3 separate regions of the Mus musculus genome follow, and all the other regions are linked to region 3. Evidence: chromatin contacts called from public HiChIP or PLAC-seq data. All regions are on one chromosome and are shown on one strand. The core of a region is the stretch at or near the end of the contact, and the rest is flanking DNA. Distances in the headings are between cores, read along the strand shown.

Region 1 (3,354 bases), core at 377-2,876, 230 kb before region 3:
TGTTTGGTGTATATACCACACACAGCAATAGCATGTTTACATAACATATTTACCTATTTATAAATGTTTCAGTATGTCATATAAAAATCTTTTTTTCCTCTCTCACAGGGTAATAAGAGATTTGTTTTTAAGTTGTAATGGAGTAAACCAAATAATTGAACTAAATTACTTAGATGGGATTCGAAGTCATTCCCTGAAAGCATTTGAAACTCTGATTGTCAGCCTAGGGGAACAACAGAAAGATGCTGCAGTTCTAGACGTCGATGGGTTAGACATCCAACAGGAGTTGCCGTCCTTAAGTGTGGGTCCTTCTCTTCATAAGCAGCAAGCTTCTTCAGATTCTCCTTGCAGTCTCAGGAAGTTTTATGCCAGCCTCAGAGAGCCTGATCCAAAAAAACGAAAGACCATTCACCAGGATGTTCACATAAACACCATAAACCTCTTCCTCTGTGTGGCTTTTCTATGTGTCAGTAAAGAAGCAGACTCTGATAGGGAGTCTGCCAATGAGTCAGAAGATACTTCTGGCTATGACAGCACTGCCAGTGAGCCATTAAGTCACATGCTACCATGTCTGTCTCTTGAGAACGTTGTCTTACCTTCCCCTGAATGTTTGCACCATGCAGCAGACATTTGGTCCATGTGTCGTTGGATCTACATGTTGAACTCAGTCTTCCAGAAACAATTTCACAGGCTTGGTGGTTTCCAAGTGTGCCATGAATTAATATTTATGATAATCCAGAAACTATTCAGAAGTCATACAGAGGATCAAGGAAGAAGGCAGGGAGAAATGAGTAGAAATGAAAACCAAGAGCTAATCAGGATATCTTACCCCGAGCTGACACTGAAGGGAGATGTATCATCTGCAACAGCACCAGACCTGGGATTTCTGAGAAAGAGTGCTGACAGCGTGCGTGGATTCCAGTCACAGCCTGTGCTTCCCACAAGTGCAGAGCAGATTGTGGCTACTGAATCTGTTCCTGGGGAACGAAAGGCATTTATGAGTCAACAAAGTGAGACTTCTCTCCAGAGCATACGACTTTTGGAGTCTCTCCTGGCCATTTGTCTTCATAGTGCCAGAGCCTGTCAACAGAAGATGGAATTGGAGCTACCGTCTCAGGTGATACTTTGTACTTAGTCCGTCTCACATAACATATATGTGTATTATATGTACTGCATGTACATATAATAATATATAATATACATGTTCTAACTTAACACTGTCTATTTTGCCACAAATGTTAAATTTATTTTCAAGTATTAATTACATATAAAACTGGAAATCATAATGACAGTTTTATGTATATAGTGTATTTATATCAATTTACCCTCCTTGCCTTCTCTTTCTTCCCTCCCACTCATCCCCTTCCTTATCCCAGCTAGTTTCCTTTCTATTTCATATTTGTTGTTGTTGTTGTTTGGGCTGTGTGTGTGTGTAAAAGCCCACTACATTGTATTAGGGTTTCTTGTTAAATCCTAGATGAAGAATTATTTACCAGAGCACGAGTTCCTCGCCAGTGGTTATATCACAGGAGAAAAATGTCTTTCCCTTCCCCAGGAACCATTCACTCCTTAGAGGTTCTAAAAGGGCTGGGCCTCAGGAGCTCTTTCCCTTGCTACCATTGTCTGCCTATTAAATGCACAGGGAAGGGAGGGGAAGGGCCTCAGGGCCCTCCGCACTTCCATTTGCTACCTACTTTGTTTTTAGAAAACCCTTTTGTGCTTACCAGAATACCAAGTATGGAGGACACAAGGGACACACAGTTCCTACTCGAAAGAAGCTTACTGTTTAATTTTCTGCAAAAGCCCCTTTAGGAGAGTTTGTGAATTCAGTGTTAAATGAGTAGTTGAGGTCATTTTGTTTTAGAGTTTAGAAGTTCATAATCTTGGTGTTACTGTTGGGAACTCTGCCCATATTTTCTGACCTTTGTTTATGGTTTTGTTGTGGTTATCATCTGGTCTGTACCTATTTGTTTTACTTTTTAGACTTGGCATTCCTTCAAAGAAAGATAAGGTTTTTTGTTTTTTAATCTACTGTTATAGAGAGCTAGGCAAGCGTAATAGCTTCATTCAAAGGGTAGAACTGAAGGCAAAAGAAAAAATAATTAGAACTGCTTCTTAGAATCTTAGAGAACCTTTAAGAATAAGGAATTTGTAAACTCTAGAGATAACTAATATTCTGAAGTTTCAAAGAATGACTTGGTAAAAATTTAAGATTTATTTATTTTTATATGTATGCTATTTTGCGTGGACATATGTCTGTACACTATGTGTGCAAAGTGTCTGGGGAGGTCAAAAGAGAGGGTATTGGATTCCATGGAACTGCAGTTACAAACAGTTGTGTGCTGCCATAAAAGTGTTGGAAATGGAATTTTGGTCCTCTGCAAGGACTCTTAACCACTGAGCCATCTCCCCAGCCTCCAAAAAGTGGAATTATATTTTTTTCAAGACAGGGTTTCTCTGTGTAGTGCTGGCTGTTCTGAAACTTGCTCTGTAGACCAGGCTGGCCTGAACTCAGAGATCCACCTGATTCTGCCTCATATGTGCTAGGATTAAAGGCTTTTATTACCACCACCCTGCTAAGAGTGGATTTTTTATGATTAAACAGAATTTTAACAGTACATTATTTGGATAAGAACTCAGATTTTTTTTTTTTTGCAGTCAGTTTACCTTCATATTAATTACAAATAAATGGATTTTTCCCTGCTTCTTGTAATCCTTTCTGTCACTTTTAAAATGTGTGTTATTGATATTCTTAGTCTTTCATTTTACCTTAGGGCTTGTCTGTGGAAAATATATTGTGTGAACTGAGGGAACACCTTTCCCAGTCAAAGGTGGCAGAAACAGAATTAGCAAAGCCTTTATTTGATGCCCTGCTTCGAGTAGCCCTGGGGAATCATTCAGCAGATTTGGGCCCTGGTGATGCTGTGACTGAGAAGGTATGAATCCATGTGCTGTGTTCTTAGGTCTGGTTAGCAGAAACGGGTGCTTGTTGGGTGGGACCAGGGCATTGATTTAAATCACAGGAACATGAATTTTGATCAGGTGAATTCCTTGGTTGGTTAATTTCTCCATCATCTGGAAGGGATAATAAATAAATCATCAATTGTCCTGCTTCAAAGAAAAGCAGTTAATCTAACCTGGAAATTTGTTGATAACTGTTCCCAATAAGACAAGCTATATTAAGGTTTGATAATATTACTGATATTCTTTTTTTCCCTAAAACATTTCAAATCTAAACAGAAACAATATAGTTGCCTCCTCAGTATCAACACTCTCCTCTCCTCTCTCCGTTCCCTGTGTTTCTTTACTGAAGTATTTTTAAAGGAGATCCTGGTTTGTAGCAGCTGATAATCT
Region 2 (3,611 bases), core at 1,069-3,568, 200 kb before region 3:
GTAGTAGGCCTTACATTCTTTCCTTCCCATCTTCTTTGAGCGACAAGAAGGATAAATCAATAGCTAGAAGGTTGCTTAGTATCCTTAACATGCATACCATAGGTTCCATCCCTAGCACTGCAAAAAAATAAAATCAAGATGAGTTGTAGGTATTTTATCCTGTGTTTGAAATAAAAAGTCATAAATGTTTGGAAATTTATGATTTGCAACTAAGTTGAATTGCTTTATAACACAGATATTTGGAGAAATGTTTAATTTTTCTAGTTTCTTTTTTTCAATTTGATGGTATGACTGCTGAGCTGAAAAGTTTGATAATTCTGGTAAACATATATTTAGTTAATCAGTCATTACTGAAATTTACACTAATGCTAATTTTCTGTAGACCCTTCTTGAAGGTTGCTGCGGTGAAGAAGTTATCCACGTCAGTGAGCATGGAGAGTTCAAGCTGGATGTTGAGTCTCATGCTATAATCCAAGATGTTAAGCTGCTGCAGGAACTGTTACTTGACTGGAAGATATGGAATAAGGCAGAGGTGTGTAATGCATACTTTTATTTCATCTGCATAGTGATGTACAGTACATGCAGCATTGGGTTTGCTTAACCTGATCATTTTAAGTACCTTATTTAGAAGCATTGCTTGCATTCCGATATTACATAGCCATCACCAACAACCACCTCCACAGTTTTCATATTATAAGGCAGAGCTCTGTACCCACCAGGCCTCTTTTCTTCTCCCCATCCTCACAACTGCCATGGTATTTTAGGGTCTGTGATTATATTAGTATAATGCCTCCTGGATTCATTCATGATGGTTTTTGCTCCTCTGAGGTTGAGGAATATTGTAGTGTGGGTGTATGCTGTGGTGTACTGGGCCTCTCGCCCTCCCCTCCCCAAAGGACATTTAAATATAATCATCTAAATAAGCATTTTTAAAGGACATGAGATAGGAAAGAGGTGAGGTACATCTAGAAGGAGTTAGCAGAGGAGTGTGAATATGATCAAAATACATTAGATGCATGCATGAAAGTATTAAATCATCAGTAAAAAATATTTCTAACAGTCGCTGATCATGCTGGAGGAAAGGATAATTTTGCTGCTTCAGTGTAATGCTAATGTTAAATGTAAATCCAGAAGTGTATGCTCTGTGTAAAGCTCTGAACTTCCTGAAGTAATGATGAGCTGAATGGAATAAATTTTAAGACTTACTTTCCCCTCCACACCAACAGACTCAAGCTTTGAAGTAGACCATGCACAGTGCGTTAAGTAGTTATGTTTCTAGGCTTCTAAGAGGCCCACAGTATGTTTCCATAACTGTGTGCTAATTGGTGCATGTTTATTTTCTCAGCAAGGTGTGTGGGAGACTCTGCTAGCAGCTTTGGAAGTCCTCATCCGGGTAGAGCACCACCAGCAGCAGTTTAATATTAAGCAGTTGCTGAACGCCCACGTGGTTCACCACTTCCTACTGACCTGTCAGGTTTTACAGGTACTTTTCCCGTAGCTTCTCTGCAGGGGCATCTTCTGCAGTAGCTTCTATTTAATAACCTACTGCTGTGCACATCAGAGTTTCACAGGTCAATGGGATTTTTTTCTGTCTTTTATCTTACTTACTCTGTAAGCATGTTTTCTTTCAGCTCTTGCCTCCTGATCTTTATTTACACTGTCATCTTCTCTGGCTCAAACTACAAAAGAACAGCTACTAAATTTCTGCATGTTTCTTTGTATTGGAATATAATAATTTTGTGGTTTCCTGAACATCAGCTGTTAGTGATCCTTAACTCACTCTATACTCTTTAAATAACAACTTACATATATGTATGCTTTTAATAAATAAAACTTAATCATAGTCTATTTTATATGTTAACTAGCAATATGGATATATACCTAAAATACTATATTAAAAAGTGACACTGACTCATGTACTATGTCTGTGCTGTGACCTGACTTTACAAATGCCCTTTCATCTGCCTGGTTGGTATATTGGACTATTTCCAAGGTTTTGTTTTTGTTTTTAGTGTTTGAAACATGTTGATCTTGTCAAGTGAGATAAGTCCAGACATACTGTGGGATCTTTACTATTTCGTGAGGCCAGTACTTTTGCTTCTATAGCCTGACACCTTTACTGTATTGGTGGGTTAAATTGTTGGGGCCTGCCAGCGGCTCACATGTCCGGGTTCGAGCCTGGAAGGCATCTTGGAATCTGGGAGAAAAGAGGGAGCCTAGGCGGGTTGAGAAATAATGGAACTGGTGATGATGTGCAGGATGGGGCATAGTCTCCTGAATAGCTCCGGGGCCTCTCAGCAGGTAGCAGTATCTTGAAGAGGAGCAGCAGCCAAGGCAGAACAATAGAGTGATCTAGGGAGGAAGGCTCCACCCTAGATAATTTCCTTAGTGGCAGCAAGGTCAAATTCTGGCTCAGCCTGCTTCAGGCTTCTGGGAAGCTACATTAAAATCTAAATACTATGACAATACCTCAAAGGGGTCTATGTGATCTGATGACTAAATTGTCTCAAAATTAACAGCTCCCCTTTATTATCCTCTGATTCAGCAGTACATAACAGTAAATGGAGTGGAGGGACAATTATGTGTCATATTTGGACATATGGAGACAGAAGACAAGGCAGTTTTATATTCTGTGCCCTTAATCAGGAGGTTAATTACTAGCCTCTGAGGAGATGGAGTTTAAGAACATAAACAAGTTATGACAGCCTCTATTTTTAGTAAGGCGTGACATCCTACTAAGTTCTATAATCCAAGCAGTTGAAAGCACAGCACAAAGAAACTGGGGGCCTGTGTTTGGTCATAGTTGTACAATTATTTGTTTCTTTGTGTGGTTCAAGCTAGTGAAATAACCATTTAAGCCTATATTCTGGAAGTGAAAGATAAGACCACTGTAATAACCACTGTGAGAAAGGACTTTGCAAGCTGGGCCACAGGATATTGCTGTAACTTGTGTGCTGCATTACAAGAGGTCCATGCAGATCTAGTAGCCATAGTGGATAATAGTACTAACAGTGATGCTAGTGTTAAAAGAACTAAGAGTTTTATGGCTTTATGCACTTTAAAAAATTTAGTTTCGAACATTCCTGATTTGGGGCTTTCATATCTATAAAGTCTGTACAAATATCCTCCAAATCCAAAAACCTGAAATCTAAAGCTCTTCTGGTCTACAGCGTTTTGAATTACAAGATGGCTTAGTGTCTGAGGTGCTGTTCTAAGAGTTTGTATCCTTGAAAAAAACTTTTTGTTGTTGTTTTACAAGATTGGGTTTCTCTGTGGTGTCATTGAATTTGTAAAATGAGCATACATACTAGTGTTAGCATATTCATATAGACAAAGAGACAGTATAGCAATGTTAATGTAAGTGTAGGGCCACATTGCACACTTGAATTCTGCAGTGTAACTTGGTTCAGTTAACTAAATTAAGAGGGCTAGAATTAAACTGCCATCACTTGTAATTAATTTATAATGGCAAAAATCACTGGGGTTGAAAAGTAGTACTTCAGATTAATGTTAAATATGGTTAGACTAGAGTAGTAAACCAACAATATTCTATCTTAAGAAGAATATCAGTGAGATGACTTGGCAGGTAGGGTGCTTGCCATATAGGCCTG
Region 3 (3,164 bases), core at 654-3,153:
GGTTAAGAACAGGGAAAGGTATAGGATAGAGTTAGGGTTAGGGTTAGGTTTTAGGATAGGACTAAGGGTAGGTATAGGTTTGGTTTAGGGTTAGGACTAGGGCTATGGCTAAAATTGGGACTAGGACTAGGACTAGGGTTAGGGTTAGGATTTGGGTTAGGGCTTGGGCTATATACCCTTCTTAAAAACATACATTTAACGCCTATTTTAAGCTCACTATATCTGGGAACACTGAAGAAAACATGCTTCTGGTAATTATCACATAGAGTAACACACAGGCATGCACATTTTTTTGTCATGACATTTGATTGAGTTTATTGAGTTAATACACACAGCTAAACAATGAACTAGCCAACCAGAATGCTTGGTGTAACCAAATTCATTTTCAACTATAATCAGTATAAATATTCAGCATAATTTTACAATGTTCTAGCTCAGTGTGCTTTTTTGCTTATGGAACATCATCCTGTAGCATAATATATATTGTCTTTAGAAATATTGTAAACGGTTTAAGAAACATATTAATGTCTGACATTATATAAATGGTTGGTAGAAAAAGAGAATTAATCTAATATTGTGTTTGCTTAAGAATTCACCAGATTATCTCCAAGTCAAACTGATAAGCCCAAGTTTAAAAAAAATGACATTTAAGAGGAAATGACTATAGTAGGAAAGACAAGAAGGTTTTTCTTTAATTGTTAAAAGTTTCTATCTAAAGGGTGTATCTGGATGGTCATTCCTTCAGGATCTGTTCCAAACTTTGTCTCTGTAACTTCATCCATGGGCATTTTGTTCCCCATTCTAAGAAGGAACGAAGTATCCACGCTTTGGTCTTCCTTCTTGAGTTTCATGTGTTTTGCAAATTGTATCTTGGGTGTTCTACGTTTCTGGGCTAATATCCCCTTATCAGTGAGTGCATACCATGTGTTCTCTTTTGTGACTGGGGTTACCTCACTCAGGATGACACCCTGTTTCCTTATTTCTCTAAACAAGGAAGGTTATTGTTTTCTGTTAGTTTTTAATTTCTTTTCCTGTTACGTCTGCCTTTCTTTCTCTTTGCGTCTCTCTTTGACTCTTTCTGTGTTTGTTTCTCTCTGTCCCCACCCCCCCCCTCTCTCTCTCTCTCTGTGTGTGTGTGTGTGTGTGTGTGTGTGTTTCCATGGCCACACTAGGACCCACCCCAGATTTGTGTATCAGAGATCTTTACTTATTTATTCCTTGTGCTTGGGCTTGTGTAAGCAATAAGCCACCTCACTTCCTGAAAAAGAAAACAAAACAAAATCAACCAACAGACAGACCAAACAAGTTTGTCTGCCTATCAGGGCTACTCAGAGTAAAATTACATCTTGAATAAACAAAAAAGTCTGCCTGATTTTCTTTCTCTCTCTCTCTCTCTCTCTCTCTCTCTCTCTCTCTCTCTCTCTTTCTCTTTCCCCTTCCTTCCTTCCTTCCTTCCTTCTTTCCTTCCTTCTTTCCTTCCTCCCTCCCTCCCTCTCTCCCTCCTTCTCTCTCTCTCTCTCTCTTTCTTTCTTATTTTCTTTTTTCTTCAGTGTTTCTTAGTGAGTGATATTTATGTTGATATAAATTTTTACCTGTTTTGACTGGCTAACTAAGTGTGCTTGGCATACAGAAGAAATTCCAGGATGACTGATTATATTTATCTTTTATTATGCATTTTAATTTAAAAAATAACAAAAAAATGTTTGATTCCTCTGACACTTAAAAGAATTAGACAAAAAGCAAGGAAAAAAGCATGTGGCTGAAGCTGCTGGTGGCTTTTCTGTGCCTCCTCACCATTCTGCACTGGGTTTGATTAAGTTCTGATCTCCTAGAGGCTGGGAAAGAAAGGGAGAAACAGAAGTGACCTGGAACAGTAGGTCACATGATGGCTGGCCACCTCCATCTTGGTGAGGTCAGTCAGGAGACAAGATGGCTGCCATCCACATGTTAGTGCCATCTTAGTGAGGTCAATGTGCAACCAAGTGACAGAACAAAGAAGTAGAAACAGACTTGCAGGTGTAATACCTTCCAGGGGTACAAGAGAGAAATGGGAAGCTGGGCGTGGAAGTGCATACCTTTCATCTAACAGTCCCTACAGGGCAGAGAGAGAGACAGGCTGCACTCCAGGACTCAGAGAAAATTTTCTCTGTCTGGAGTCTGCCCCATCCCCCCACCTCCACCCTACCACTGCCCTTCCCAAATGATTCATTGTACTCTTTCAGACTTATGTCTGAGGAACCCTACCCCCAACCCTGCTTATGTGAAGGAAAACAACACACAGTTATGTTGTAGAAATGTTTACTCCCAAATGGGGCTCCTTACCCCACCTTGATTATTCTGTTTTTGAAAAAAAAAAAAAACGCAGTTTTTTATTAGTTTATTAGTTTTATTGGCTTTAAACAACACTAGAAGAGCCGGGCAGATATCTACCCTCTATATGATTAGAATTTACTTTTTTTTTTTTTAAGCTGACCAAAGACCTTTATTCTAGTCTTCTGTGTTCATTAAACCACCTATGCAGAACATTCCTTTCATCTCTGCCCCAAAAAACATCAGCTACATCCAGGCTTGAATTGGAAGACAGACTGAATTCATGGAAGACTTTGTGGAGAATGTTATCCAAGAGATCTCTGCATCTTCCATCTTGGCTTGGGTAAAACAATAAGAAGGTTGTGTACAAGCTCGGACTCTCTCCAAAGCTGAGGCGTACAGAGGGGAAAGACCTCCATTCTCAGGAGCCATGTGGTGGGTCCTCCTAGGTTCTGGTGCCCTCTTCTGGCATGCAGGCATATAGGCAACAGAGCAGATAGAACACACGTATACATTGGAAAACAAACAAACAAACAAACAAACAGATTAGAAGAAAAAAAAGATTCTAGCTTTTGTCCAGCTGTGTGGGTGGCAGAGGCAGGCAGAGCAGACCTCTGTGAGTTTGAGGTTACCCAAGCCTACAGAGCAAGTTGCAAGGCTGCTGGGGCCACACCAAGAGAAACTCTATCTTGAGGCAAAATAAAACAAAGTAGAAAAGGTTCTGGCTTTTATTCTACAGACATATGTTTCTTCTAGTCCTATTGACTATAGAATTTTGATCATGAAGGCATGTTGGATTTCATGACAAAGTTTGTGTGTGTGTCTCTGTGTGTGTGTGTGTGTGTGTGTGTGTG

What was found. HiChIP or PLAC-seq counts read pairs in DNA pulled down with a chosen protein or histone mark.
Region 1: a contact with region 3 is called in an H3K27ac HiChIP or PLAC-seq map of embryonic stem cells, with 2.6 times the contacts expected there. The contact joins two enhancer-like sites. A contact is called at or near these places in 2 of 484 Hi-C or Micro-C datasets (cerebral cortex and nephron progenitors), 1 of 115 datasets of contacts at active chromatin or transcription factors (embryonic stem cells) and 1 of 9 other capture datasets (pancreatic islet).
Region 2: a contact with region 3 is called in an H3K27ac HiChIP or PLAC-seq map of embryonic stem cells, with 7 times the contacts expected there. The contact joins two enhancer-like sites. A contact is called at or near these places in 2 of 15 datasets of contacts at CTCF or cohesin (embryonic stem cells and large pre-B cells), 5 of 484 Hi-C or Micro-C datasets (the HPC-7 cell line, the N1E-115 cell line, cerebral cortex and 1 more), 8 of 115 datasets of contacts at active chromatin or transcription factors (embryonic stem cells and epiblast stem cells) and 2 of 9 other capture datasets (embryonic stem cells and pancreatic islet).

Annotation. Positions count from the first base shown.
Region 1 is chr13:13,637,260-13,640,613 of GRCm38.p6, forward strand. It overlaps Lyst (lysosomal trafficking regulator), which reads left to right. Exons shown (of 53, transcript NM_010748.2): 6 at 109-1,117; 7 at 2,775-2,936. Among named protein-coding and RNA genes, the nearest start is that of Gm30836, 48 kb to the left of the region's middle. Within about 2 kb of position 1,627, at least 31 of the 459 cell types and tissues checked have an H3K27ac peak or open chromatin away from gene starts, as enhancers often do. A contact at or near this core is called in embryonic stem cells, where this site is marked.
Region 2 is chr13:13,669,458-13,673,068 of GRCm38.p6, forward strand. It overlaps Lyst (lysosomal trafficking regulator), which reads left to right. Exons shown (of 53, transcript NM_010748.2): 19 at 383-532; 20 at 1,346-1,483. Among named protein-coding and RNA genes, the nearest start is that of Gm30836, 80 kb to the left of the region's middle. Within about 2 kb of position 2,319, at least 10 of the 459 cell types and tissues checked have an H3K27ac peak or open chromatin away from gene starts, as enhancers often do. A contact at or near this core is called in embryonic stem cells, where this site is marked.
Region 3 is chr13:13,865,363-13,868,526 of GRCm38.p6, forward strand. No RefSeq gene overlaps it. Among named protein-coding and RNA genes, the nearest start is that of Gng4, 83 kb to the left of the region's middle. Within about 2 kb of position 1,904, at least 24 of the 459 cell types and tissues checked have an H3K27ac peak or open chromatin away from gene starts, as enhancers often do. A contact at or near this core is called in embryonic stem cells, where this site is marked.